Regions from separate parts of the Mus musculus genome. Here all the other regions are linked to region 7. Evidence: chromatin contacts called from public HiCAR-type, HiChIP or PLAC-seq, capture Hi-C and promoter capture Hi-C data. All regions are on one chromosome and are shown on one strand. The core of a region is the stretch at or near the end of the contact, and the rest is flanking DNA. Distances in the headings are between cores, read along the strand shown. Region 1 overlaps Inpp4b (inositol polyphosphate-4-phosphatase, type II). Region 2 overlaps Inpp4b (inositol polyphosphate-4-phosphatase, type II). Region 3 overlaps Inpp4b (inositol polyphosphate-4-phosphatase, type II). Region 4 holds the start of Clgn (calmegin). Region 5 overlaps Inpp4b (inositol polyphosphate-4-phosphatase, type II). Region 6 holds the start of Scoc (short coiled-coil protein). Region 7 holds the start of Zfp330 (zinc finger protein 330).

Region 1 (3,401 bases), core at 772-3,271, 930 kb before region 7:
GGCCCCAAGATGCCGAGGACCATATTTCCACATTGATAGATTCATTCTATTGTCAAAACCATTTAAATTTTCACATATTGCATGTTCTCTGCTCAACAGAAAAATTGAGCAATAGTGGAATCATTTACTGTCTCAGACTCATTGATGTATTTTATTAAGTTCAAAATTATTATCAATTATTTTTTTAAAGTTTGCCTCTTAAATAACCAGGTAATCCTTATTGTCCATGGACAAACAAACAAACAAATAGAAAACAAAACAAAATAAACAAATAACAATATCCCCTGCAAAAGAAAGTCCACAAAAAATACAAAACAAAAACAAACAAAACAAAAGAACCCCTTTGTCTTATTAGCCTTTACCTTTCTGAGATCTATAGTTTCTATAATGCTGATTAGACCATAATAAAGGCTTGATATATATTTGCGGGGATTAATGTAGGGGAAAAGATCTAGCATGAGCTATTTTGTTTTATTTTATCACCACTACAATCTGACTGTGAACTTCCATTTAAAACAAATGAGAATAGAGTTACATTGGCTTCTGAAAGAGGTGTAAATATCAAATGTGTGCCTTCTGCTGAAAGCTCTTCGTTGGTCATCATGGAAGGCAGAATCAAAGTGTGCTGTGAGATTTTCCCTCCGCCGCACAGTCCACAGAGTGCCCAGAATGATAGCATTCCTCTTATTTTTCCATCGGCCTACATGGCTCCACTTAAGAGAATGATTACATCACGGAGCCTGAGAGTAAAATGGTGCTTACAACTCATTGCGGAGAATTCAGGCAGCCACAGGTAGAGAAGATTGATCAATTGGAAATAAGTTAGAGATATATAGAGGTAAAACATCCTGGTGAGCTACTGCACAGTAGAGAGGTGTGTGTAACACTTAGATATTATATATTTCAAAAGGAGAAAAATTTCAGTGTTTTCATGATAAAGAAATGATAATACAAAGACTTTTCTAGTGCTCAATTTGACCATGGAGGAGGCCACACGTTAAGAAGCACAAACATGAGGCCTCTGGCATTTTCATTTGTTTCAGCTGACAGTCTTCCAGAAAATGAAGGCCTCTCTTCTACAGCTGTGAAGCATATTCCATTTGACTTACAGTCTGTGGATGGTTAGGGACCAGATCTTTCCTAGTGGAGCCTCTGAATGCCAACATAGGCAGCTTGTCCTTGGACCACAGCCTTGTGAGATCCGCCTGGAAAACCAGTCACCCCACGTCTGGAGTTCAAAGCTGTACAAAGCTCTATGCCAGTTAATATAGAGACACGCTGGTTACTGGCCATTAGCTGATGACTTTCTCTCATGTGGCTATGTGGAGACTTGGCTCTCTAAGTCTGAAGGCATACCAAACCCTCTCGAGAAATTCTCCACGTAGATGCAACAGATATTCCTGACATATGCTGTTGGTGGTGGGGTTGAGTTAGGGGCTCACACCTGAGTCCTAAGACACTTGTTTACAGGATAGTTATACCTCTGGAGGAGGTAGACATTTTTCCCTATCTTAATTTCATGTTTCAATATCAGGGATTCATTACTGATCTCAACGGGGGTCTAGAGTAGCGTTTATGTTATGAAACAGACTCTGATTCTGTATCAAATTCACTTCCAAATACATTGCCAGGTTGGACCATATTCTTTGTGGAGGATGTATGCTCTTTAATGGGTATTCCCATCTATATCTATCTAGAGGAGCTTGCTTCATTCATACCTATCAATACAGAAATGGACCTATGTGAGCTCTGAAAAAATGCAGCCAGGGACAAATTCTGGATATTATGGCCTTCTCCTTGGCTGGCTCTAGATCTCCAGCAGATTGTACTGCCATAGGCTTAGTCATTTCATGGCCAGTGAAACTTCAGTAGTCTTCTCCCATGGGACAGAGGCATCCATGTTCTGTATAATAAGATTAACTAGCTTCAGGAGTTTTCCTCTGTGTATATGAGCTTGAATGTGCTATATTCCCCTACTGCAGCCATATACTAGAGCTCCTGGAAGCTTTAAATGTTGGCAGAGTAGTCTGCAGGAAGCTGATGAGTCAGGATTACTCACTGCCTGCTAGCATATGGTTATCATATCAAAGTAAACTACCTGTGTTTATCATTTCCAAGTTAACATACATGAACCTTGAACTTTTGGGATTGATAGGGGTTTTTAAAAGAAGACAGGAGGGCAATTTGCTTTATATGAACTTAGGGGACAAGCAAGATGTCTCTCACAGTGTGGGCAAGCATCTGGTCACACCCATCACCAGATCCACCTTGATTTGTTTGTTGTCATAAACCTCTAGACCAAAGCTGGAAGGGCTTTGACTGGATAGTTGCATGAACAATTGTGTGTTGTGGGAAAAATCTTGGAGAAGCACATTGAAGACAAAGAAAAAAAATGTGAATAAGACCAAAAAATGAATTCCCAAGAAAGGCCACTAATTCTCAGGAGGCATGGCATGATGAGGAACTAGAACATACTGCAGTACCAGCCCTGGCTCCTTACATTCCATAACTATGTTATCAGTGACACATTTCCTCTCCAGCATCTTTATTTCTCTGTTGTTCTAAGTTCCTCTGCCTTCTTTCTGTTTCTCTGTTGCTGCAATCCTTTCTGCTTATTTATTTAATTCCCTTAGCTCTGCTCTCACTTCTTACCTCCCCTTTCTAGCCTCAAATGCCTCCAAAGACTGCAAAGGATACCATACAATGACTTATACTAATCTTATGTTAGAAAGTCAACACCAAGACAGCAAAACAAGGGCTGAGAGCTCTCAGGTGTTGGGATAACTCAAGTGCTTGTCCCAATAGCTACCCCCGATTTTCTGTTGCCTGGAAGAAGTATATAAAGAAAAAGTGCCAATTATATAATATCACAGCCTTATAAATATTTTGGTCCTACCTACTTCTCCAAACCTATTTAACTCAAGTCACTTCCTTGCAAGTTCCCTGAAGCATCCTCAGTACAAAGTCTTCGCAGAGGCAGTTGGACATTAGCAGCCATGTGGTGCATACTTATTACCTTACACCCCTTATGCTTCATTGTACTCTTCCTTGCTGAAAACTCCTCTTGTCTTTCAAGACCCTAAGCACCTCTTCTCTGCAGCCCGCCCTGGTAGCCACAGGCTGAGTCATTAGTCTCCTGTCTAAATGTCAAGAGTAAATGCTCACATTTCTATTGTAGCACTTAATATATTGTACTTGAATGGTTCCTATTTGTCACAGCCACTAACCACTAGAGCCCCCAAAAGAAGACAGAGGTTCTATTCACTGGCAAGCCACTGTTCTTCACACAGCAGTGCTGATATGTAGTAGAATGTATTGATGTAGGAAAAACTGTACCATGATATCAACTGTATCAACTCAAATGTTTTAAAACTATACAAACCCGTACTTAACCTTTTATT
Region 2 (3,610 bases), core at 524-3,023, 960 kb before region 7:
GACCTGTTTCAACAAGATCCCTTTCTGTGAGGCATTGCTGCTCTAATGGGTATACATCTCAACCTATTGTCAGGAGTGATTGCAACTAGAGAGTCTTGATATGAAAATTAACTTAGAGTTTGCATAATACAGAAGATCTGCTCTAAATATCCATGTTTCCCAGGGTATCTCCCATATTCTTTTTAAAGGTTTGACTGTCAGGGTAGTTTTTAAAGTACTTTGCATATTTTATAGGTGCAAAGAATTTCTGCAGGAACATTACTGGCATTGAAGCTTGAATTCTGAGTTCAAGTCCCAGGGTTTCTTCCATTCTACCAAAAGGTTAAGCAAATGTTAGGTATGTGAAGTAAAGACAGTGGCAACTACTCTAACTCTCTAGGAGAGTTATCACAGTCCTCCTGCCCAGGGAGAAGGCAACCACACTACCTATCTGAATACAGTATTTAAAGGAATCATTTATTATGCCAGAAGCTCCTGTGGCTCTAGAAAATGTCAAATGAGCCCTTTAAATTGACATTGAGGTCCCAGGCAACAGAAGGGAGACAACAGGAAACACTACCAACACTTGGACTTTGGAAGGAAATGACCAGTGGAGTTGGCTTTAACTGATATCCAATGAGTGTTGGCAGTAACCCTGGCTGAGGCCTGAGAGCAAAGACTTCACATAGGGAGCAGGAAAGGCTGGCCCAGGGGTGGCCCTAGCAGGTTTGGAATAGTGCTGCAGCGCTGGAAATACTGCCAGGTGGTCTCAGCGCCACTGCAGGGAGGACAGGCAGAAGGGTGATCAGTGAGAGAGAGAGACAGCATCTTTCAGTGTTTACAGACGTTCCCTATTAAGAAAGCCTAAAGAAGAAACAGTTGTGACAGTGGAAACATAATCTGGGGAGTCTCAGGCCCTTCTTTCCATTCTGGACTTGGAGCTTAGATTGAGAAGATTGGTAAAATGCTTTGCAACAAGAAATGCAAATTTAATCTTGAGAGTAAAACCATAATTTTGTAAGCATTAACATTCTAGCTCTCTTAAATCTTGAAAAAATAACAGTGGAATAGGTATTCTTAAATGACTTCAATGTTGTCAGAAAGGTTCCCAATAGTACTTAACCAGTGTTTACATCACATGAGGTCTACTCATGGTTGAGGCTCAATGGCTTGTGAGTAATATGCTTATTTTGCTATTATAAAGTAGTGATAAATACATTAATGAGGGTGTAACAGTTATGGAAAATATTTTATAATACCAGATTGATAGAGTGATTTCTATATTCCTTTTTACTCCCATGCATTTTCTTCAAAGACATTGTAAGAAATTATTGAATATTTTCAGAAACTATTAATGATATAAAGAAGCCTGTGCTTCACATGTTTTAGAGAACTGGTCTTTTGTCTCTGTAAGAGATAAGAACCAATCCCTGTGACTGCTAGTCTAAATCTTGCTGTCTTTCTAAGTAGTTTGATGATAGTCCTTTGACTCAGCTAAAGATCTGCAGGATCGTGTGGTGCTAAATTGCTATGAAAAAGTAGATCTGGATTCCTAGCAACCTTGCTTACAGGGAGAGAGAAAGAGAGGAGGGAAGGTGGATGGAGGGAGGGAGGGAGGGAAGGAGGGAGGGTGGAGGGAGGGAAACTGTGAAAATAACATCCCTTTTTACAATAGATTTCTTTTTCCTTTGATTTGGGAAATGGTCCTGCAATGTTCCTTTCATCTTCTGTGCTGGTCATTCTTGTTGTCTGGGATTACCTCCACTAAGAGGCCTGTCTTCTGTGATGTCGGAGTTTCTATTGAAATAAAGATATGTAGCTGATAATTGACTGGGAGTTAATTTATTTAAACACAGATTGTAAACAAGTGGCTATCGCCATGACGATCTTGGCTACTAGACAGAGTATGCAGCTAAGCTAATAAACAGACAAATGTAGCAGGAGTCTGGCAGGGAAACAACAAATCTTTCTTGCTGAAGGGAAGAAGTTGTAAAAAAAAATTGAAAAAATAAAATAAAAAACCCTGGAAAACTCACAGCTGCTCCACTCCTGATGCTGGCAAGGCTGAGAGCTAAATACCAGCTTCTTCAGCAACCCTTCAGTTTGCAGCATCCCCAGGCTGTGAATGTTTTTTAGCCCCTTTGAGCACCAACAGAGTAGCTTTGCCTGGGAGGAGGCAGTGAAGAGAACTCTGGGGGCTCAGGGGACAATATGGCTTTACTCTGGTGACCTGCTGTGGCCTTACAGGGAACTGCTCTTTTGTGGATTCCTTACTAGAGATATTTTAGGCATAGCTGTCCTGAGTCAGGCCACTTCTGGTCTGCAGGCAGGAAGTATTACTGCTTGAATTAGCCCATCATCAAACTCCTGTTTAGAAAGATGAAGTTAGTTCTTATATTCTAGATTGACACTTGTGAATTATTTGAACAGGGCCCTGGCTCATTGGGGAAAAAAAAATGTGTCTCTTATGCCTAACATTCTGGGTTAACCCCAGTATTGCAAAGGAAAGTAAGAAAGAGATAGATATTCAAAAGGCCTTCCATCTACTGATTCCATGCTTCTCCTCCATCATTCTCTGCTGGTGATGGATGCAAACCTGATTTTAACTCCTAATTGATTACTAATCTGATTTATCCTGTAAAGGAAAATATTTCAGAAATACCTTTTTTTTGATCAAACCTTATCTTGGCACATCTGTATGCTAATGCCTTGAGTTCTTTAAGTAGGTGAATATTGCCACGTTATTTTCACCTTCAGTCAAAACAATTAATAGAAAATAATTGACTTATGATTGATGAATGTACAGACTTTCTGGTATCCCCTCGGGAAACAGGGGTAGGGTGGGTCTCAACCCTCTGCTGTATCATAAGCTAAGACTTCAGGATGGAAGACTATTATTCCCAAGATGGACCTAAGAGTATCTTTGCTTTCCATGGTCTTTTACAGTCACATAATTGTGCCTGTTGCTTCATAATTAAAGGACAGCATTTGGAGTTATGGTGTTTCTCATGTCCTGTTAACCTTCTCAGAATCACAGGTCTCTGTACCCTCCATGTCAAATTAAGGGATGAAATTTCAGACTTCTTCCTGGGTTCATTTGCCCAAGAGTGAGTCCAAGTTCGAATTTTCCATTTCTCCCTATGCTTTCCATCTGTCTGTAGTTTGTAGCTGGCCTTTCTGTAACCTGTCTGTGTTTGCTCTGAGTGAGTCTCTTAACAAAAACTTTGTTCTCCGGTTATTGGACGGCAGAGAGACTACCACATGGGAGAGGAATGATGCTTTACAGAAATCTTTAACAGTTGCTTTTTAAACAAGGGATTAAGTTATTTACTTCAACTGACCCCAAAGAACTCACTACTGCAAACATTGTGTTATCAAGCATCTTCCATATGCTTTCCCCAATATTTATGGTAGATATTTGTTGGATAAGGTCAATTTCACTCTGTCTGCTGTTTTCAGCAAACTATTACCATAACACTCACACATATCCATATGCATTGCTCTCTGGGTCAGGGACATAGATGAATACACAATTTAAAATTAAAATTAGTCATTAGCTTAGGTGGTAGAGCTGATTACACAGAGGAATCCAGGCAGGTAAGGCTGGTGGTTCCCAGGGTCTCTTAATGGC
Region 3 (3,274 bases), core at 14-2,513, 990 kb before region 7:
TAAAACAATTGCTACATGTTTTTATTAAGTAGGGCAGGGCAGGCTCTCAGGGGCACATAGAGAGATCAGAGGACAACTTTGAGGTCTGGTTTTCTCCTTCCATCATATGAGTTTCAGGTTAAACCAAGGGCATCAAGCTTGGCAGCAGGTGTATCTTCCCTCTGAGCCATCTCATTAGTTCAGTCTTTTATCTTCAGTTGTACTTAATCCTGTAATTAACAATGGAAAAGTGTTTGTTTTAATAATAACCAGAGAAGGTTTCTTTTTCTTCTTCTTCTTCCTCTTCTTCTTCTTCTTCTTCTTCTTCTTCTTCTTCTTCTTCTTCTTCTTCTTCTTCTTCTTCTTCTTCTTCTCCTTCTCCTTCTCCTTCTCCTTCTCCTTCTCCTTCTCCTCCTCCTCCTCCTCCTCCTTCTCCTCCTCCTCCCTTCTTCTTTGAACTATTATTATTATTTTTATTATTATTAATTATTTCAATTCTCACTATCTTTCCCAAGCTAATTTCAAACTCGAGTTTAAGTGAACCTCCCTTCAATTTCAGTCTCACAAGAATATAGTAGCTGGAACTACAGTCATGTGCCACCATGCTCAGCTATTTATATTTTAAGAATGCAATCTTCCCCATACTGACCATCATAACATTGCATTTTTCACATACTATGCTCTATCATGCCAACTAACAAACAAGCATGATGGGATAACAAGCCATCTGGTATTCTGTATCTCATGTTTTTTCACTTAACCTCTAGAATATGCCAAAAGGAGAGAGACACCATTGGATGATCCTCATTGTCTAAGTAAGGATCCTGAGGCACAGGCAGAGAAAGCATTCATCCAAGTTTCATGAGACCTTAACTAAAAGTTAAGGTTTGAGTAGCTGCTCAGCTCCAGAGTCTGTGCTCTTAACACTTAAATGATAACATGTCAGTGAGTAACATGCTAAATCAAATTCATTCTACATGTATCTGTCATATTTTCCATGGGAGTGTTTTATCATATATTTTGAGCGTCAATGGGAACATCTCTAATCATTTTACAAAAAATATTTCTCTAAGGATTCTAGATTTACTGTCGCAGGGTTCCAGAGCCTTAGACGTTCAAAAGTTGCTAACTCCATTCGTCTTCTCACCTTCAGCTCTATGAAAGGGCACTGCTCTGTTAGCTATGTATGCAAAAATAGAAGTTATAACCCATCTGGGCCTCTGCTCTTCAGTCAGACTGTTTCCACTAGGTTGTAGCACACAGAGTCAGCCTTTCAAAACAGTAGTTGTTAGAGTCAGCAGCTGTTTGGGACAGAGCCCTGTTCTAGCAAAGAAAAGAAATGACTCAGTTGAAAACTGGCTCTATTTCATGTCCAGATGCCCTTACATGTGTGAATGCCTGCATTTGTAGATTTGGTAGGTGGGTGCAGAAGCTAAGATTTTGGTTCAGAATATAAAAACCTAAATAAGCAATTGTGAGATTCTGTCTAGTGCCATCAAGTAGGAAGGGGCAATAAATACTCCAGGGTTGTTACTTCCAGCCTGAGACTGCACTCATTGCTTCTACCTGGAGAGGGAGAACTAAACACCGTTTCTCATCAACTTTACTCTTTGCTCTTGGAAACTGTCGCCTTCTGAGGCACACATTCCTAGCAGAGGGCCAGAGCCACATTGGAAATGTCGTTGAAGACTTAGTGAGGGAGGCCTGCCTGGCAATCACCTTTCGCCCATGTTCCCCAGTGCAGAACCAGTGTCCGGTCTTATTTTCTGCCTGTTGTAGGTCTACCTTTGTTCTTTTCCATAAATAAGAATATAGATCTCATGATTTGGAGGCTCACCGAGTCTGAGCTACTTTTTATTGTTAATGCACTTTGCTTTAGAGGAAGGGTTTTAGAACTCTACACATGCTGCACTAGAGCACAGGCACAGTGCACTGTGTCTCTCAGTATGGGAGGTGAGGGCAGGGATTCAAAGCAAACTGCAGTACATGACCCCAAGCTGGCAACTATTATAAAGATAGACACCGGGGATTAACAAATGAGTTTGAATACTGATCAGGTGTCTGCAAAATCTTAACCCTTTGACTTCCTAAATGCTAGCGTTGTTTAAGCTCCTGCTATGTGCATTGCTACCACAGGTGTATCACAGGGCTGTGTCTTTAGTTTCTTAGACATGGGACATAACAGACTAGAGGGAATCTATCTGATCCTGACCTGAAGTTTGTTTTTTTCCTTCTTGAGAATACTGTCAAGGAAAGCTTTCATTGAGATGTGTGGGGATTCCAGGTTCCCTTCCTTTTCTTCTTTCGGTTTTTACTCCTTTAACTTTTCCTTCTCCACTTTTTCCTTCCTTCTTCTCTTCCCCATCCTTTGCCATTCCTCCCTCCTCTCCTTCTGTGTTTCCTCCCAGCTTCTCTCCCTCTCCCTCTCCCTCTCCCTCTCCCTCTCCCTCTCCCTCTCCCTCTCCCTCTCCCTCTCCCTCTCCCTCTCCATCTCCATCTCCATCTCCTGTTCTCTCTCCTCTCCCTCTCCTGTTTCTCTCTCTCTCTCTCTCTCTCTCTCTCTCTCTCTCTCTCTCTCTCTCTCTCTCTCTCTCTCTCTCTCTCTCTCTCTCTCCATTACTTTTGGAGAAATGTCCAAGAGCTACATGCCTCTTTCTACATGTACCTCCTTCCCTTACAAAGCCTACCTCAGTGTCCATTTGAGGGAACTTCTCTTTTTTTTTTTTTTTTTTGGTCTGAATCTCCATTCTTTTTTTTTTCCATTTTTTATTAGGTATTTCGCTCATTTACATTTGCAATGCTATACCAAAAGTCCCCCATAGCCACCCACCCCCTCTCCCCTACCCACTCACTCCCCTTTTATGGCCCTGGCGTTCCCCTGTACTGGGGCATATAAAGTTTGCATGTCCAATGGGCCTCTCTTTCTTGTTTTCTTCCTTAGGCCATTGTTTTCTCTATTTCTCTATTGTTTGTTCATAAATACATCTCAGCAATTCCTACTGAGTAGCTGGGAAATTCTGTTTCTTGTGCACAGTCCTAGCTGAATGGCATACCTTTGTAATACTTTTCTTGTTCATTTTCTTGCTCAGTAGCTTCGATGTGGTTCCTATTATATGTCTTTTGAAAGAACAGCTTGCTCAGTTGCTTCTCTTGGTAAATGGTGACATTCTCTCTAGATTACAGTTGTTACACACATCAAAGAGGGAAAGCCATTCTTGTTAATATTTCATGACTATTTGACTAAGAGTACCATAAGCAAAATATGCATACTAAATGATAGAAATCAAAAATTATT
Region 4 (3,284 bases), core at 578-3,077, 620 kb after region 7:
CAAACAAAAACAAACAAAAAAAACAAATCAAAACAAAAAAAGATATGGAGCAATAAACCTATCCAGAAAGGTTCTTTGGAGCAACTTCTGTGCTGTCTAGAAATGGACAGTTCAAGTCACAGGTCAGTAGCGGCAGCTCGATCCACTCGCAAACACTTCACAGATACACCAGCAGTCCAGGTTAGTAGAGTCAGGTTAGCGACAGCAGTGGCATGACCTAGCAGAGACAGCCAGGCCTCAGCCTTGGCTTGAGTCAGCAGGAGGGACCAAGAGGAACACCAAGAAAAGTTCTGACTATGCCTCTCTCAACCAAGCATAGACCAACAAAGACTCGTGACTAACAAATGTTGCACAGCTAGCTCGATAAGCAAGCCTAGCTCAACCCCTGTCACTGTTAGTTGGGTCCTTTTTATACTCCCTCTAAACATCACGTGTCCTCCACAGGTCCTGCCTTAGCATGTGCGTCTGTCTCAGCTGACATCACTCTGCCAATCAGCCCAAGTCTGCAAAAGCAACAAAAACTACAACACACTACCAACAATTCTTTAATGTGTTTCTATGGAGTCCCGACAGACACAGCTCAACTACACAATGTAAGGCACACCAATACATATGTCATTAGCGAAGAATCCTTTATCACGTGTCCTTTCACATGTTTGCTTTAGCAGAACATCCTCTCTCCTGTGTCTGCTTCAGTGTAACATTCCTTCACGAGTCTGCTGTAGCCTTTCACACCTATGTCCACTTTAACAAGATGCTCCTTCAAGTGTTTGTCCCAGCAAAACACCACCCAACTGACTTTCCAAAGAACCCTTCACACCTCCTTCAGTTAAACCTAGGACAATTTGGGTACCACAGTAACTGTACACAGTGACTGGATAAAACAGACTCTATGCCTAAATAGGATGGACTCTTGGATGGAGGTGTGTTAAGTTTTTAAAAATGTTGCTTGTGCCTAATAAGGAATGAAGACAGTTAGTTAAAATTACTGTATTGAAACCACAGTAAAGTTGAGTCAAGCAAAAAAATGACAGATCCTAAATCAAGGGGCAGACTTCAAACATTTATGAACAGAAAACAGAACGTTTACACAGACTCAAAGTTTGGTCACACAAATTAAGACGATACAAACAATATACAGAATTGTAAACATACAGAGAAAAAAGCAGGTAATGCCTTCAAGGAGTGTTCAAGATTAATAAAAAACCAATTATGTGTCTGTGGCAAATTATTAACATTAATACTGACAAAATGAAAATGTACAGTTTCATTTATAATGTAATAGCAAGCCAGGAGCATGTGTGAAATAGGAAGCTTCCCGGTTGATAACCATGAACAATCAGCTACTAAAACACAAAAATATAGAGGGAAATTTCAGCGTATGAATTTGGCACACCTGCCCTGGCACTCTTTTAAAAACGTTGAGATAAAATTGAGGAAACAAAAGATGTGGATCAACTGATACAGAGCTTGCATAACCCCACCAAGAGGGCTTCAATCACTACTGCATAACAGTGTGGCGTTGCAAATCCAAAAGTCAGGAAGAAGGGAAGGAGGATCAAAAAGTTTAAGGTCATCAGAACAAAACAAGAGAAAGAAAAACAAAAAAACCCAAAACCATCCATCTATTCATCATCCATCCGGGAACCAATTAAGGTGCGACACGAAGAACTGAGCAGTCTGCAGAGCCAGCAGCCTGAGCTCCAGAGAGGGACTGACGTTGGAAGGACCGCATCCCCCCAGGCGCGCGGCCGCTGGGTCCCGAGCGGCGGTTGAGCGGGCCGCTTGCGCACTGGGGCTGCCTCTGCATCCTGCATCCTCCCGCGCGGCCGCTCGCGCACGCGCAGTTAGCAGTCGCTGCTGGGCGGCTGCCGGCGGGATCGCTCTGGGGAGACGCCGGGCACCAAGTAGCGGCCAGTCGGACACCTGAGCTGCCGCTGCTGGACACAAGCCCGCAGGACAGGTGTGTAGACCGCGGGCCGCCTTCCTGCGGCTTGTTCTCTGGGGACCGGGTGAGAAATCGGATCCAGGTGCCCCGCAGCATCCTCTTCTGAGACTAGAAGAAGGCTTAGCTTGGTGCGGCCAGGTGAGGCTGGAGGATGAGTTCAGGGATGAATGTGGGAGTTAGACTCTTGGGTGGGCTCTGCCAACCTCGGGGACAGAGATCAGCCCTGGATGGAGGGAGACGCCACCCTGAGTCCCTTGGGTCCTCCTTCTGCTTCCCTGACACTGGGGAAGGCCAGGTTGCCCTGCCCAGCCTGGCGCCTCTCTCAAGTCCGTTATCCCAGCGGTTGCCACAGCTGCTGTTGCCACTGTGTGGCCCGGTTCCACGAAGCTCTACCACAATCCCTGGAGAGTTCTTCTCGCATCTTTCTAGAAAATGCAACAAAACCAACCTGGGCACATTTGCAGCCCACTTCTCTGTGAAGCCAAAGAACCCTACCTCCCCCACCCCCACGCTCAAACCTGGCTAAGGTGGCCAGAGAATCCTGGCCACTCCCTAGACACTTGGGTGGAGCCTAACAGGAGCCATTGGGGAGTAACCGGCCCTGTGTTGAATCCAGAAAACCTTAATGACTAGAGTCTCATTATCTAAAGCCTGTTTACTATCAGTCAGATACTTTAGCTGAGTTTAAGTGGCATCTGCCCCACCCAGGAGGAAGAAGCTATGCAGGGGTTTGTTTGGGGTTAAAGAGCAAAAGGCTAGGAAGTTGGGAGCTGGAGACCGAAGGTATAAACAGAAATAAACAAATTAGGCAAAACAAAAATTTAAAAATTAGGTGGTCAATGGTTCAATATCTCTGACGAAGATTAATTTATGTTGAAACAGAATAGTAAATCATGGTTGTTTTTCTTGCCCTGAAAAATTGACATCTCCCTAGGTAGCTCTCTTTTTTTGGTAATTGTAATTTTGACCATTTTCTAGTCTACAGTCTGTTGGTTTGGTCATCCAGACACATTGATCCTGTTCCTTAAACTCAAGATAGTCTTTTTTGTCTTGTTTTGATTGGTCTTGTTGGTCTGTTGTCTGTAAATGGTGGCGTGTGCTGATGGATATGCAGCTAGCAGGTGGGGGCTCAGGGCTCTGGGCTTGTTTGGTGTCTACTAAACTTTCCTTCTTTATTATGTAATTAGAAAACAGGAACTGTCAGCTTTGATAGGACTTTCTCTCAACTCATGGGTGACAAGAGGCCCAGAGAAGGGAACCAGTTCAGTTGTCCTTTGAACAACAGTGTTAGTCACTTAGTGACAAGGTATCAAGGGCAGGGAGCTTTCGAATGCCC
Region 5 (3,550 bases), core at 237-2,736, 910 kb before region 7:
GATTTTCTGTTGATTAATTATCTGTCCTATTTAATATTCACATGTAAGAGTGATTGAAAGTACAGGCTGGGAGCACAGGGGAATGACCTTCCTTTGTAAACCTTGTTTCCTCTGACAGCCTCTTGAGTCCAGGACCTCCGTGTTGACTCACTAACTGGAATTCAGTGAGTACTGCTGTTGTGGAATGCGATCTTACTGGCTTCTAATAGAATCATAGCTAAGGGGCCAGGAATCTGGCTCAGTAGGTGAAGGTGCTTGCTGCTAATCCTGACAACCTAAGTTTGATTTTATGGGCCTACACGCTGGAAAGAGAGAAGCAGTTCCAGCAAGCTGTCCTTTCTCAGGCATGATATTTGTACCCACATTCAGGCACATGGCAACTGCTCAGCACCACAAAATAAATAAATGTGTAAATAAACACAGTTAAAACCACCATAACAGGGTTATTTTCCTCAATGCCATGCTACAGTGGGAGATGTCTACTGTCAGCCTTGCCTGTAGTCAGATGAGTGAGTTACTTGTCAAAGTATTTGGAACTTATTACATTTGCATGGAAAATGCTGTTCTCTTATCTAAAATCAAATTGAAGATTTATCAGGGGCTTGCATGGTAAATAGGAGAGTGGTCTCCTAAGGTTGTTGTTGGGCAAATTGCCCACAGACACTAAATGCCTTGGCTTCTGAGATTGGCCACTAGTTCCAGTACAGATGGATTTCTGCAGGGCATGAGTGCATTGGCATTTAAGAGCACGGAAGGATCAGTTGAGACTCTAACGAAAGAAGTTACTGTCACCAGGAACTAATTACTTTGCTTAAATTCTCCAACCTATCTAGTTCCGAGAATAACACCAGTAAGAGAGCTAAATTATACATGCATGTGCCAGGTTTAACGTCAATGAGCTTATCATTTGATCACAAGGAGGGAATTTTTCTCCCATGTCATCTTTGTCTCCGAAACCTTCATCATGAATCAGATACTACTTAATGGCTATGTTTTGTTATTTTTGTTTTTTCATTACAAAGTCACTTGAAGAATAGATTGGCAAAAGTTGTAAGTGAAATGAAGACTGTAGAATGAGGAAAATTGTAAAAATACATCTGGCTCATCTTATAATATTTATTATGGAATTGTAGTAGTTCCTGACAGATTATCTTTGCAATGTCTTTGAAGTCTTAGAATGTCAAAATGCCCAGTCCTGAATATAAAATAATACAGGAGGCAACATTTTATTTGAATTTTATGATCAGAGAGACTAAAAATGGGAATATGTGCCCTTTCTGTAAATGTGTTTTTCCTATTTTTACATCTTGCACTTCTGTCTTCAGAGAGAGCTAGCCTTTCTGTCCTGTGCCCTCCTGCAAGGAGGTGAGTCAGAAAGAATCAGAGAACTTTCCAGACATGTTAACTGGGATTGGTTTTAAGCAGAGGCTTCAGGTTACTCATGCAGCCGTGGGGGAGCCTGAAAGCGGAGAGCAAAGCAATGAGTTATAATTACACATGAGTAGTCACTCCGGGAGAGTTTTCTCTTCAATTTTTGAGTCATCTGTGTTCAGTCACCACATCCATGTGACTCATGAGATTCTGCAGCAGACTGTAGGACTGGCATGTTGGTTACTTTAAAGAAGTTTTAGGAATGGAGAAACAGAGGCACTAGTTTGGGTTCTCAGAAAGTCTCACAAAAAATGCCTGTAACTGGAGCTAAGAATATCAGGTAGTTTATATTTTTAGATATATTGAATGTGATGCAATTGTAATAGTGCCTGTTACACAGTCTATAATGAACACTGCACACTATTACGGTTAGGAGCATCAATCTGAGATTTCCATAAAACCTAGACCACATTTGCTTTCTGTTTTGTTTTGTTTTTTTTTTCTCTTTTTTCAAAAATGGGATTTAATTGATCCTAGGCTGATTAATACATTCTTGCCTTTGTCATACACTGCCCTCACAATGAAGTAAATCAGAGAATGATACTCCAAAGGGCTCTGGGCTACTCTGCTTCTTGGGCAGTTATTACTTAAGCTCATGATTCTCAGGGATAACTATGTGGTTAGAAGACAGATATCTATATATCCTATATAATCTGATGTTCTCACCACATATAAACAATATGTATAAAGTGATATATACTCTGTATTTGATTATTTTGTAAAACATAATAAATGTCTACGTGAGTACAAAATTCTCTGTGAGACAGTCTAAGTGTACCAAACATTGAATAATGGTTCCTTGGCGAGAAGTCTTCCAAGTGTTGTGTGACACAACAGATGCCATGTGTGGAAGGCAACGTGGGGTCTTTATGGGTTGATAGGCTGGGAGATTCCTGGGATTTGCATTCACATAGGAGGTGCTGAGAACTTGTTCCCTTTCCCTGTGTGAGGACATAGCTGAAGGCAGCCAACTGCAAGCCAAATGAGAGCCCCCTGCAGAATTTAGCCACTCTGGTACTATAAGTTCACACTACAGCCTCCAGAACTCTGAGAGAGCAAAGTAGTGGCTAGAATGGTAGTTGGTCTAGACTAAAATGAGTGTTGCAAGATTTTGCTACAGTTCTTTAAATAACGTCAGACAATGCACTTGCTGTGTGTCCTATGCATTTTCTTGTTGCTAGTAAAAATCCAAGCATAACAATGACTCCACCTCTGAAAGCAACAGGTGCGATACTCAGGTCTGTAGAATGATGCTCACAGACCTTGTGAGGAGTGAAGCCCAGTTAAAGAGATTGGTGTGCTTAAAAGAAGGCAAGAATTGAGACAGGTGTCGGCATTTGACAATATAGTCATCCAGATGAAAATGGACACGAATCTGTAGATAGGAACACAGTTTGTGTGACCCGCACACTGCTCACAGCTGTGTAAAAAAAGGCTTTTGTTTTTGTTGTTGTTGTTGTTGTTTTGGTGCTGTGATCAAGCACATGGCAAACACACCTTAAGGCAGAGCTTATATTGCTTTACAATTTGAGAGTACAGACCATCATACTAGGGGAGGCAAGAGAGAAGACCGTGATGAAGCTGTTTATGTGTCCATAATCAGGAAGCAGAGGAAGATCAAGTCTTTCCCACCATTTAAAAAAATTTTTTTAACCTGCCCAAAAGTACTTTTCCATGGAGAGTCTAAATCCAGACAAGTTGACATTGAGGATTGATCAGTACAAGGCCTGAGTCTTGTATAGTCTGTATAGCCCATGCCTGTGAACTCCCCTCACAGAATATGAAGACACTTTGCATATATACTTCTTGCTTGAAATATTCTGGAAATAAAGTATTTAACAGGCTCTGAAGGGAGTTATAGGAGGAAGTTTGCCTATCTTTCTTGGTAATAAACGATTCCCTGGTCACATCTGAGAAGCGAAGAATTCACTGTAGAAGTAATTTGGAAGCACACCATGGATCAGAACATTGCAGATAATGTGTGTACTCTAAAGGGAGAAGATGAGATGCTTTGAAGAAAACATTTTCTTTATACATAAAGAGCAGAATAACCCAGCACAGAGGAGACATGTAGGGGAGCGCCTGCTGCTATATAGACAATATAGTCTATGAGAAGAAC
Region 6 (3,482 bases), core at 856-3,355, 670 kb after region 7:
CTGATATGGCTGTCTCCTGTGAGGCTCTGCCAGTGCCTGGCAAATACAGAAGTGGATGCTCATAGTCATGCTTTGGACTGAGCACAAGGTTCCCAATGAAGGAGCCAGAGAAATACCCAGAGAACTGAAGGAGACTGAAGCCCCATAGGAGGAACATCAATATGAACTAACCAGTAACCCCAAAGTTCCTTGGAACTAAACCACCAAAGAAAACACATGGGTAGAACTTGTGGCTCTAGCTATATACGTAGCAAAGGATGGCCTAGTCGGCCATCAATGGGAGGAGAGGCCCTTGGTCCTGTGAAGTTTCTATGACCCAGTATAGGGGAATGCCAGGACCAGGAATGGGAGTAGGTGGGTTAGGGAGCGATGGGGGAGGAGATCTTCGGAGGGAAAACTAGGAAAGGGGATAACATTTGAAATATAAAAAAAGAAAATATATAATTAAAAAAATCTCAGCCTCAGCATCCTCATCCATAAAATGGGCCTAATAACTGCATCTTATGGGTTTGTTCTGGGAATTTAATACATCCAGCTATGTGTTTGTGTACTTAGTAAGTATTCAACAGATGTTAACAGACCTTCTCATCTCTACTCTCTTGTTTTGACCACAGAAGAAACTTTAGAAAAATCATGTGGCCAAAGGCCTCATATTAGAACTCCTGGCCTAATCTGAGAGTGGCTTAATTCACATCACAGTAGTCCATCCAGAATCAAGGATATAGTCAATGTCCACTCTGCTTTTCCCATCATTCCACCTCGGCTGGCCTTAACATCTCAGATATGAGTTTGACATTTCCCTAATATCCTTTCAAACTCAACCACCAGACTTCTCTTGAACCTGCAATTAATGTTTTCCATCCATCATCCACTCACCAGCAATAGTTTTTTAAATTTAAAAGTCCAATGCACTACAGGAATGCACTGAACACTTTACATATATAGTTTTATCACAACAGAAAGAAAATGCAATTCACAGATGTGGATACTAAGCCTTATAAAGGCTAGAGGCCTTGCCTCATGTTTCATAGCCAAGATATTATTAAGGTCCTAAACTGAGTTTGAAAAACTCAACTCCTTTGGCGTTTCCACAAACAAAACAAATATAAAATTTCATCTGCATCCACTCCAGTGTGATGTTTCTAATCTGTTCATGTTCTGCTTTGACATTTTAGGGCTTTCAAAATCGATGGAAATCGAGGAACTACATCGTCAATAAGGATCAAACTTAAGTTAGATCCCCGGGGAGCTAGCTGCATCCAGTTTAATCATTGGAGCATACAGACACTAGGATTCCTACGCACAGCTTTGAGTCGCAGAAACGGATAACGGTTTGGGGACCTCTGTCCTTCTGGCTATTGCGACGTCTGTCTCTGGTGGTGTAACAGAAACCTTGGCTTTTCGGGAAACTATGATTTCTCCTTCCCAAACCTTACTCCTCAATATTTGTTCCGCAGGACGCCTGAGAAAAGCTGACAAAGAAACAAACCCAGGTTCTAGCAAAGACGTCCCACCCCAGACATGCACGGGCCACCACGCCTGCAAAGCAATCCTAGCACTCGAGAGGCTGAAGCAGAAGAATTGCGGCGAACTGGAAGGTAGCTCGGGCAGCAGAGCGTCTTCTCCTACTACCCGGTCCCATCGCACCCCCACGGCGTCCCGGTCCCGCACCGCCGGGCTCTTCCCACTGAGCCCGCGGCGTGGGGCCGGGAAGGTGGCTGCGCAGCGCTCGGCGGGATGTCGGGCCTCGCGGCGCCGCAATCCAGCACCCAGGCCGCCGCCCGGGTTCCCGTTCCATCCCGCCCCGCCCCACAGGGCCTCGGCGGTCTCCCAGGCCCAGCCCTCGCCGCCCCGAGCCGCCTCACCTTGCGTCTGAAGCGCCGGGAAGAGGCGGGATGGGTAGGAAGCCTCAGGCCGCGCGGCTCTCCGACCAACTGACAGCGTCAGCCCCGCCCTTCCCGCCCACGGAGCGTGCGCCGAGCGAGGAGGCGTCCTCCCACCAATCCTAACTGGAAATTGCACGCCTGCGCACTGGCTGCTGGACGCCTCGACAGGCCTGTGGCAGAGCACCGGGGTCCACCTTTGCCCTAACAAAAGGGCATTGACGACCAATCAGGATTTTTGGGCGTGTCCTAAAAAAGCAGCGACCAATCACGGCGCAGAAGAGAAGATGCGCCTAAGAAAGCGGTCCTCGCTGAGCATCTTTTGTCTCGCCAGGAACCTGGAAAGTGGGGTGGAAAGTCACTCTAGGTTAAAAAAAGAGAGACGGGGAGAGAGGGAGGGAAACAGAGACAGAATTTCTGGAAATTGCCGTGACCAGACTCTAGGAGAGAGATATTTCGTTCACATTCAAGAACAGAGTGAGCAGAACAGTGCAGCGCCCTCCCCCCTCGATTCTAAAAGCACGGTTTCCTTTTTCCCCACTTCTAAAATTAGATAACGCACAAAGCATATACCATTAATGGATGTTTCTCTTCGTACCCCATATTCAGGACAATTTTTAAACTTCCGTTCACCCGACCACGTCATGATTCCTTAGATCAGCAGTCTCCTGATCTCAGTCTCAGAAAACCCAAGGCTTAATTAAAATTGTGTTTCTTATTCAAGTGTACATGTACAATGCCAGACTTTGGGTTGCTAGGTGATTTTCGTGACACTTCATTATAACCTAACCTTTGAAACAAGTATCTTGCTGTTAGCGGTCAGTGACCACAGTATATTCTTACCTGCAAAGCATTCTTGCTTTGACTTTATCAAAACCTCTGAGCTGTAGAGGCCAGCTTACAAATACTTTCTTCTTGGCTTTTCTTTCTTATATAAGGTTCTATTTTTAATTGCATGAATATGTAGCGGTGTGTATGTACTTGCTTGTGCCTGTGCAAGGTGCCTGCAGATGCCAGAAGAGGGAATCAGACCCCTGGGATTGGGGTTACAGGTGGCTGTGAACCATTTGGTGAGGATGATGAGAACTCAACTCAGCTTCCCGTGAAAGAGCAATAAGTACTGTTAACTTCTGAGCCATTTCTACAACTCCCGGGTATCTTAAACCAATCAAGCAGGATTTGCTAACACGTGACCGTAATCCTTTATAAATAAAGTACCTACCATTTAGTGTTTGAGACGAAAGTATTAGGCTTGGACTACAATTCAGGATTTGAAGGAAGGAGAATATGGGAAGAGAGGGAAACCCCAGGTAACGCTAAGAGGAGTGCCAACAAAATAGAATGAATATGGGCAACATTCAAAGAAGGATGGGATTTTCCAAGATAGTGAAGAACACACTTTCTTTTCAAATGCACATGGGCCAGTCATAGAAATGGGCCTGAAAATTTGTTTTTGGTTTTAATTTTTTATTGTATGTATATTTTACTTGCATTTATTTCTCTGAAACACTTGGGTACCTGGTGCCTGAGGACGCCAGAAAAGAGTGTTGGATCTCCTGGAACTGGAGTTACAGACATTGTGAGCTGCCATGTATGTAG
Region 7 (3,188 bases), core at 419-2,918:
TGAAGTATTTTAAAACAATCTGACTTTTTCAAGACTAGCAAATTAGTTAAGAACATGGGAAATGTCTAAAAATCAGGGTACTCAGTGAATGGAGACTGGCTAGGAGAAAATGATCAAAACTGAGCTAAAGAATATATAAAAAAAGCTGGAGCCTCCCACTCAGTTCCTGTCACCCATTCGCCTTCAACATCTATTGTCACCAGTAATTCATGATACGCCAGGCTTGATAATACATACTCTAACAACAATAAAAATATCATTGTTACTCAGTAAAATACTGAGGACACCTTTAACAGGTTCTTCACAGGGGCACACCATAGTTGATCATGTTTTTTAGGTACCTATATATGGTACTACAGAGTCCTCCATTCAGCCACCAGCCATTGCTTTAAAAAGCTCTCACCATTGAAGCATTGCATGGGTGTTTGGCTAGGTCGACAGTACTTCTTGATGCTCGCAGTTGTTTCTCGCGTTCTCGGCGGTTCTCTGCCTTCTTCCTCGCACCGGTCTTTTTCTTCGGCATGTTCCCTTCTTTCTAAACAAGAAAACAGGAAAGGTATAATTGATGCGTTCAGTCACACAGCATCTATACTTTCCTTAAATATTAAATCAGTCTTTCAATTTTAAATGCACCTCATCCCATCTGAAGCCTTTAGCAACATTACACACACATTATTCCAGCTGCAGGCTCCTAAACTAAGGCCCTCCTCTGGGCTTCCAAACTCTCACACAGCATAAGCATCAAGGACCTCAACCAAACAGCTAGAGTAATTGTTTTCTCACCCTAATTATTCTCTTCACTCAAAAAAACCTATGTATGCACCATTAGTAAGAAATGACTAAAAATATTTGTTTTGTGCCAAGTTGAAATAACCATTTTGAGCTATACAGTCTCAGCCCTAATGCTGTTGACATACAGTATTATACAGTACACTGTCACCTACATGGTATCTAAACAAATAACCAGCAACCCAAGGCCTGACCGCAAACAAACCCATTTTCTCTTAAGAGACTAAGGTACTACAGTGGCTTTCGCTGCCTGTCCCTCGTGCCTAGATGCAACAGTTTCGACAAGTCAGATGCTTTGGAGTTTGTTTCCCACACAGACATCAAACCTTACAGTGCTGGTTTTCAGCACACAGAAAAACTACAACAGAGACAACCAGGCTTCTGTGTTCTCACTCTGGTGCCCCAATCCTTTCGGACAGGACAGTCTTCAGAGCTAATCAGTGGTTAATCATGCTGGCCACGCCACGGGGCCTTCCTTCAGTGTTTAAAAGGGAAGTCTGGAGCATGTGGCTGAGTGGCCACGGGTGACCGTGGATGAATTCTGTACCCACTAAGACATCTCAGACCTATTTTTTTCCTCGAATCTGTTTGTGCCAACGAGGAGAGATTTCTTTGAGTTCAAGCTTAGATCCTGGTGACAGCAGAGCGACATTGGGTTCCAGGCTCTGGGAGGCCAGGAGGCGGGGGCGCGGGAAGAGCCACGCGGCTCGCGACCCGCCAGCAGCCCGAGGGCCCCTCACGTTCTCCAGACCCACCCACGTCGCGCGGCCTCACGGGGACGCGCCACTCACCGCAGTGGCCGAGGACGCGGAGGAGAGGGCGAGCCGCGGGCTAGAACGGCAGAAGCAGCCCGTTTCCAACGGTGGGAGCGAGACCGGATATCCTGCTATGTCAGAGCGCCCAGGTTGAACACGTCAACAGGAAGAATCCCGCATGTTCCGCCCCCTCCTCGGGGAGGACCCGCCTTCCCGGAAGTGGACTTGCTACAATGGAAAGAGGCTCCAGCGTTGCAAAGAAAGTAGAGGGCAGAGAGCTGCCGCATCTCAAGGCCTCTGCTATGTCATTCTGATTTTATTATTTAACTCAGAGAGCTAAAAAGTCCAAAAGGAAAAGAAAGACGAGCCCACAAAAAATTTTGAGAGGAGAACAAGAACTTTGCTAGCAATTTTTTGCCTGACTCTTCTGAAATCCTTTTCCTTTCTGGGAGCCTGACAAGCCTCACATGGCACATTTTTAATTTTTGTTGTTGTTATTTTCTGAGACATAATGAATGGAACCCTGGCCTTGAAGCCACGACTCCATTACCTCTGTCTCTCAGCACTAGGATTATAGGCGTGCTCACAGGAAACTGCAGAGCCCTCCACTCCTCCCCCCCACCCACCCACCCCCGCTTTTTTTAATGTCTCACAACACTGAGTTCGGAGGTGTCTTGCTTGGCCTCTGCTGTGTGCATTCTGTTCCATTGTGAGCAAATCCTCCCACGTTCTCTGCTTCTGCTCCGAGGCTGAGATCTAACTATGCTTCCCTACAAGACTGTTTGCTTTAAATAACACTGAAGGTAAATGTTCCACTCTCACTCCCACCTTACCTTTGGGGAGGAAGTTCTTGACATTACTCCCAGTACTGCATGTGAGTATCACTTACTGCCTATCACCTTCTATATTTGAGTGGAGCTGTGTTATATCCACCCACTTTTTTTTATATTTTTTTATTTACATTTCAAATGTTTTTCCCTTTCCAGGTCTCCCCTCCAAAAACTCCCTATCCCATCCCCCTCCCTCTGCCTCTTTGAGGGTGCTCCCCTATCCACCCACCCACTCCTGGCTTCCAGCCCTTGCATTCTCCTACACATCAAACACCCTCAGGGCCAAGGGCCTCTCCTCCCACTGATGTCCAACAAGGCCATCTTCTGTCTTTACCACATTCACATCCCAATGGAAGACAACTCGTTTTGGTCTCTCTCTTTTTTTCCAACCCCTTCTGTTATCATCTTTGCTGCACTCCAGGAATTCGCTTTCATAACCACACCTCAAGCCTTTCTCTGAAGAGAGCTCAGTTTTGTCAATGAAATATGAATGTCTTGGCTTACTAGGCTCCTACCCTGTGCTCTGTTCTGTATTCTCTTGTTTAGTCATCCTTTTCAGTCTTTTTTTCTGCAAGTTCTACTTAATAAAACAGTCCCATCTCATTAGTCACAGTTTTTATCATAGTTTTTGTACTACTGATCATTAAATGATGTACCTTTTCCCTCCTATTGATTTTCTGGGTGGGGTTTTGGGGGATGGGGTGCTGATACATAAACAGGAGTCTATGTCACTAAACTCAAGCCTCTCAGGATTCCCCTTCTGTCCTCCTATAGTTCCCTAATCTCTTATTCCCATTTACCACAATATTTAATC

The links. Promoter capture Hi-C pulls out the DNA fragments that hold promoters and counts their contacts. HiCAR-type assays count read pairs that join an accessible place to other places. HiChIP or PLAC-seq counts read pairs in DNA pulled down with a chosen protein or histone mark. Capture Hi-C pulls out chosen DNA fragments and counts their contacts.
Region 1: a FOXA1 HiChIP or PLAC-seq map of pancreatic cancer cells shows a contact between it and region 7. The contact joins the enhancer-like site here to the promoter of Zfp330 in region 7. A contact is called at or near these places in 4 of 39 promoter capture datasets (the 3T3-L1 cell line, hippocampal neurons, liver and 1 more), 4 of 115 datasets of contacts at active chromatin or transcription factors (astrocytes, embryonic stem cells, memory CD8 T cells and 1 more) and 1 of 9 other capture datasets (liver).
Region 2: a HiCAR-type map of astrocytes shows a contact between it and region 7, with 7 times the contacts expected there. The contact joins the enhancer-like site here to the promoter of Zfp330 in region 7. A contact is called at or near these places in 10 of 39 promoter capture datasets (the 3T3-L1 cell line, the HPC-7 cell line, cranial neural crest and 5 more), 1 of 484 Hi-C or Micro-C datasets (bone marrow-derived macrophages), 5 of 115 datasets of contacts at active chromatin or transcription factors (astrocytes, bone marrow-derived macrophages, embryonic forebrain and 2 more) and 2 of 9 other capture datasets (adipose tissue and embryonic stem cells).
Region 3: a promoter capture Hi-C map of second pharyngeal arch cranial neural crest shows a contact between it and region 7, with 5 times the contacts expected there. The contact joins the enhancer-like site here to the promoter of Zfp330 in region 7. A contact is called at or near these places in 4 of 39 promoter capture datasets (hippocampal neurons, liver, neutrophils and 1 more) and 2 of 115 datasets of contacts at active chromatin or transcription factors (astrocytes and large pre-B cells).
Region 4: a contact with region 7 is called in a capture Hi-C map of embryonic stem cells, with 2.7 times the contacts expected there. The contact joins the promoter of Clgn here to the promoter of Zfp330 in region 7. A contact is called at or near these places in 1 of 39 promoter capture datasets (stem cell-derived epiblast-like cells), 3 of 115 datasets of contacts at active chromatin or transcription factors (all in embryonic stem cells) and 1 of 9 other capture datasets (embryonic stem cells).
Region 5: a contact with region 7 is called in a FOXA1 HiChIP or PLAC-seq map of pancreatic cancer cells. The contact joins the enhancer-like site here to the promoter of Zfp330 in region 7. A contact is called at or near these places in 8 of 39 promoter capture datasets (the 3T3-L1 cell line, the HPC-7 cell line, cranial neural crest and 5 more), 1 of 484 Hi-C or Micro-C datasets (the C2C12 cell line), 9 of 115 datasets of contacts at active chromatin or transcription factors (the NIH/3T3 cell line, astrocytes, bone marrow-derived macrophages and 6 more) and 1 of 9 other capture datasets (liver).
Region 6: a contact with region 7 is called in a HiCAR-type map of astrocytes, with 5 times the contacts expected there. The contact joins the promoter of Scoc here to the promoter of Zfp330 in region 7. A contact is called at or near these places in 10 of 39 promoter capture datasets (the 3T3-L1 cell line, 3T3-L1-derived adipocytes, the C10 cell line and 6 more), 3 of 484 Hi-C or Micro-C datasets (embryonic stem cells and muscle stem cells) and 5 of 115 datasets of contacts at active chromatin or transcription factors (astrocytes, embryonic stem cells, fibro-adipogenic progenitors and 2 more).

The regions. Positions count from the first base shown.
Region 1 is chr8:81,838,645-81,842,045 of GRCm38.p6, forward strand. The region is part of intron 7 of Inpp4b (inositol polyphosphate-4-phosphatase, type II); the gene reads left to right. Among named protein-coding and RNA genes, the nearest start is that of Gm25267, 310 kb to the right of the region's middle. Within about 2 kb of position 2,022, at least 18 of the 459 cell types and tissues checked have an H3K27ac peak or open chromatin away from gene starts, as enhancers often do. A contact at or near this core is called in pancreatic cancer cells, where this site is marked.
Region 2 is chr8:81,810,403-81,814,012 of GRCm38.p6, forward strand. The region is part of intron 7 of Inpp4b (inositol polyphosphate-4-phosphatase, type II); the gene reads left to right. Among named protein-coding and RNA genes, the nearest start is that of Gm25267, 340 kb to the right of the region's middle. Within about 2 kb of position 1,774, at least 48 of the 459 cell types and tissues checked have an H3K27ac peak or open chromatin away from gene starts, as enhancers often do.
Region 3 is chr8:81,783,753-81,787,026 of GRCm38.p6, forward strand. The region is part of intron 7 of Inpp4b (inositol polyphosphate-4-phosphatase, type II); the gene reads left to right. Among named protein-coding and RNA genes, the nearest start is that of Gm25267, 370 kb to the right of the region's middle. Within about 2 kb of position 1,264, at least 14 of the 459 cell types and tissues checked have an H3K27ac peak or open chromatin away from gene starts, as enhancers often do. A contact at or near this core is called in second pharyngeal arch cranial neural crest, where this site is marked.
Region 4 is chr8:83,388,015-83,391,298 of GRCm38.p6, forward strand. Clgn (calmegin) reads left to right here and starts at 1,828. Exons shown (of 15, transcript NM_009904.4): 1 at 1,828-2,086. It overlaps Gm32377 (a long non-coding RNA gene), which reads right to left and starts at 1,475. Exons shown (of 5, transcript XR_878991.3): 1 at 1,397-1,475.
Region 5 is chr8:81,865,720-81,869,269 of GRCm38.p6, forward strand. The region is part of intron 8 of Inpp4b (inositol polyphosphate-4-phosphatase, type II); the gene reads left to right. Among named protein-coding and RNA genes, the nearest start is that of Gm25267, 290 kb to the right of the region's middle. Within about 2 kb of position 1,487, at least 62 of the 459 cell types and tissues checked have an H3K27ac peak or open chromatin away from gene starts, as enhancers often do. A contact at or near this core is called in the C2C12 cell line, the NIH/3T3 cell line, pancreatic cancer cells and 1 more, where this site is marked.
Region 6 is chr8:83,440,557-83,444,038 of GRCm38.p6, forward strand. Scoc (short coiled-coil protein) reads right to left here and starts at 2,106. Exons shown (of 4, transcript NM_019708.4): 1 at 1,866-2,106.
Region 7 is chr8:82,772,477-82,775,664 of GRCm38.p6, forward strand. It overlaps Zfp330 (zinc finger protein 330), which reads right to left and starts at 1,669. Exons shown (of 10, transcript NM_145600.2): 1 at 1,581-1,669; 2 at 404-535. The coding sequence starts at 523.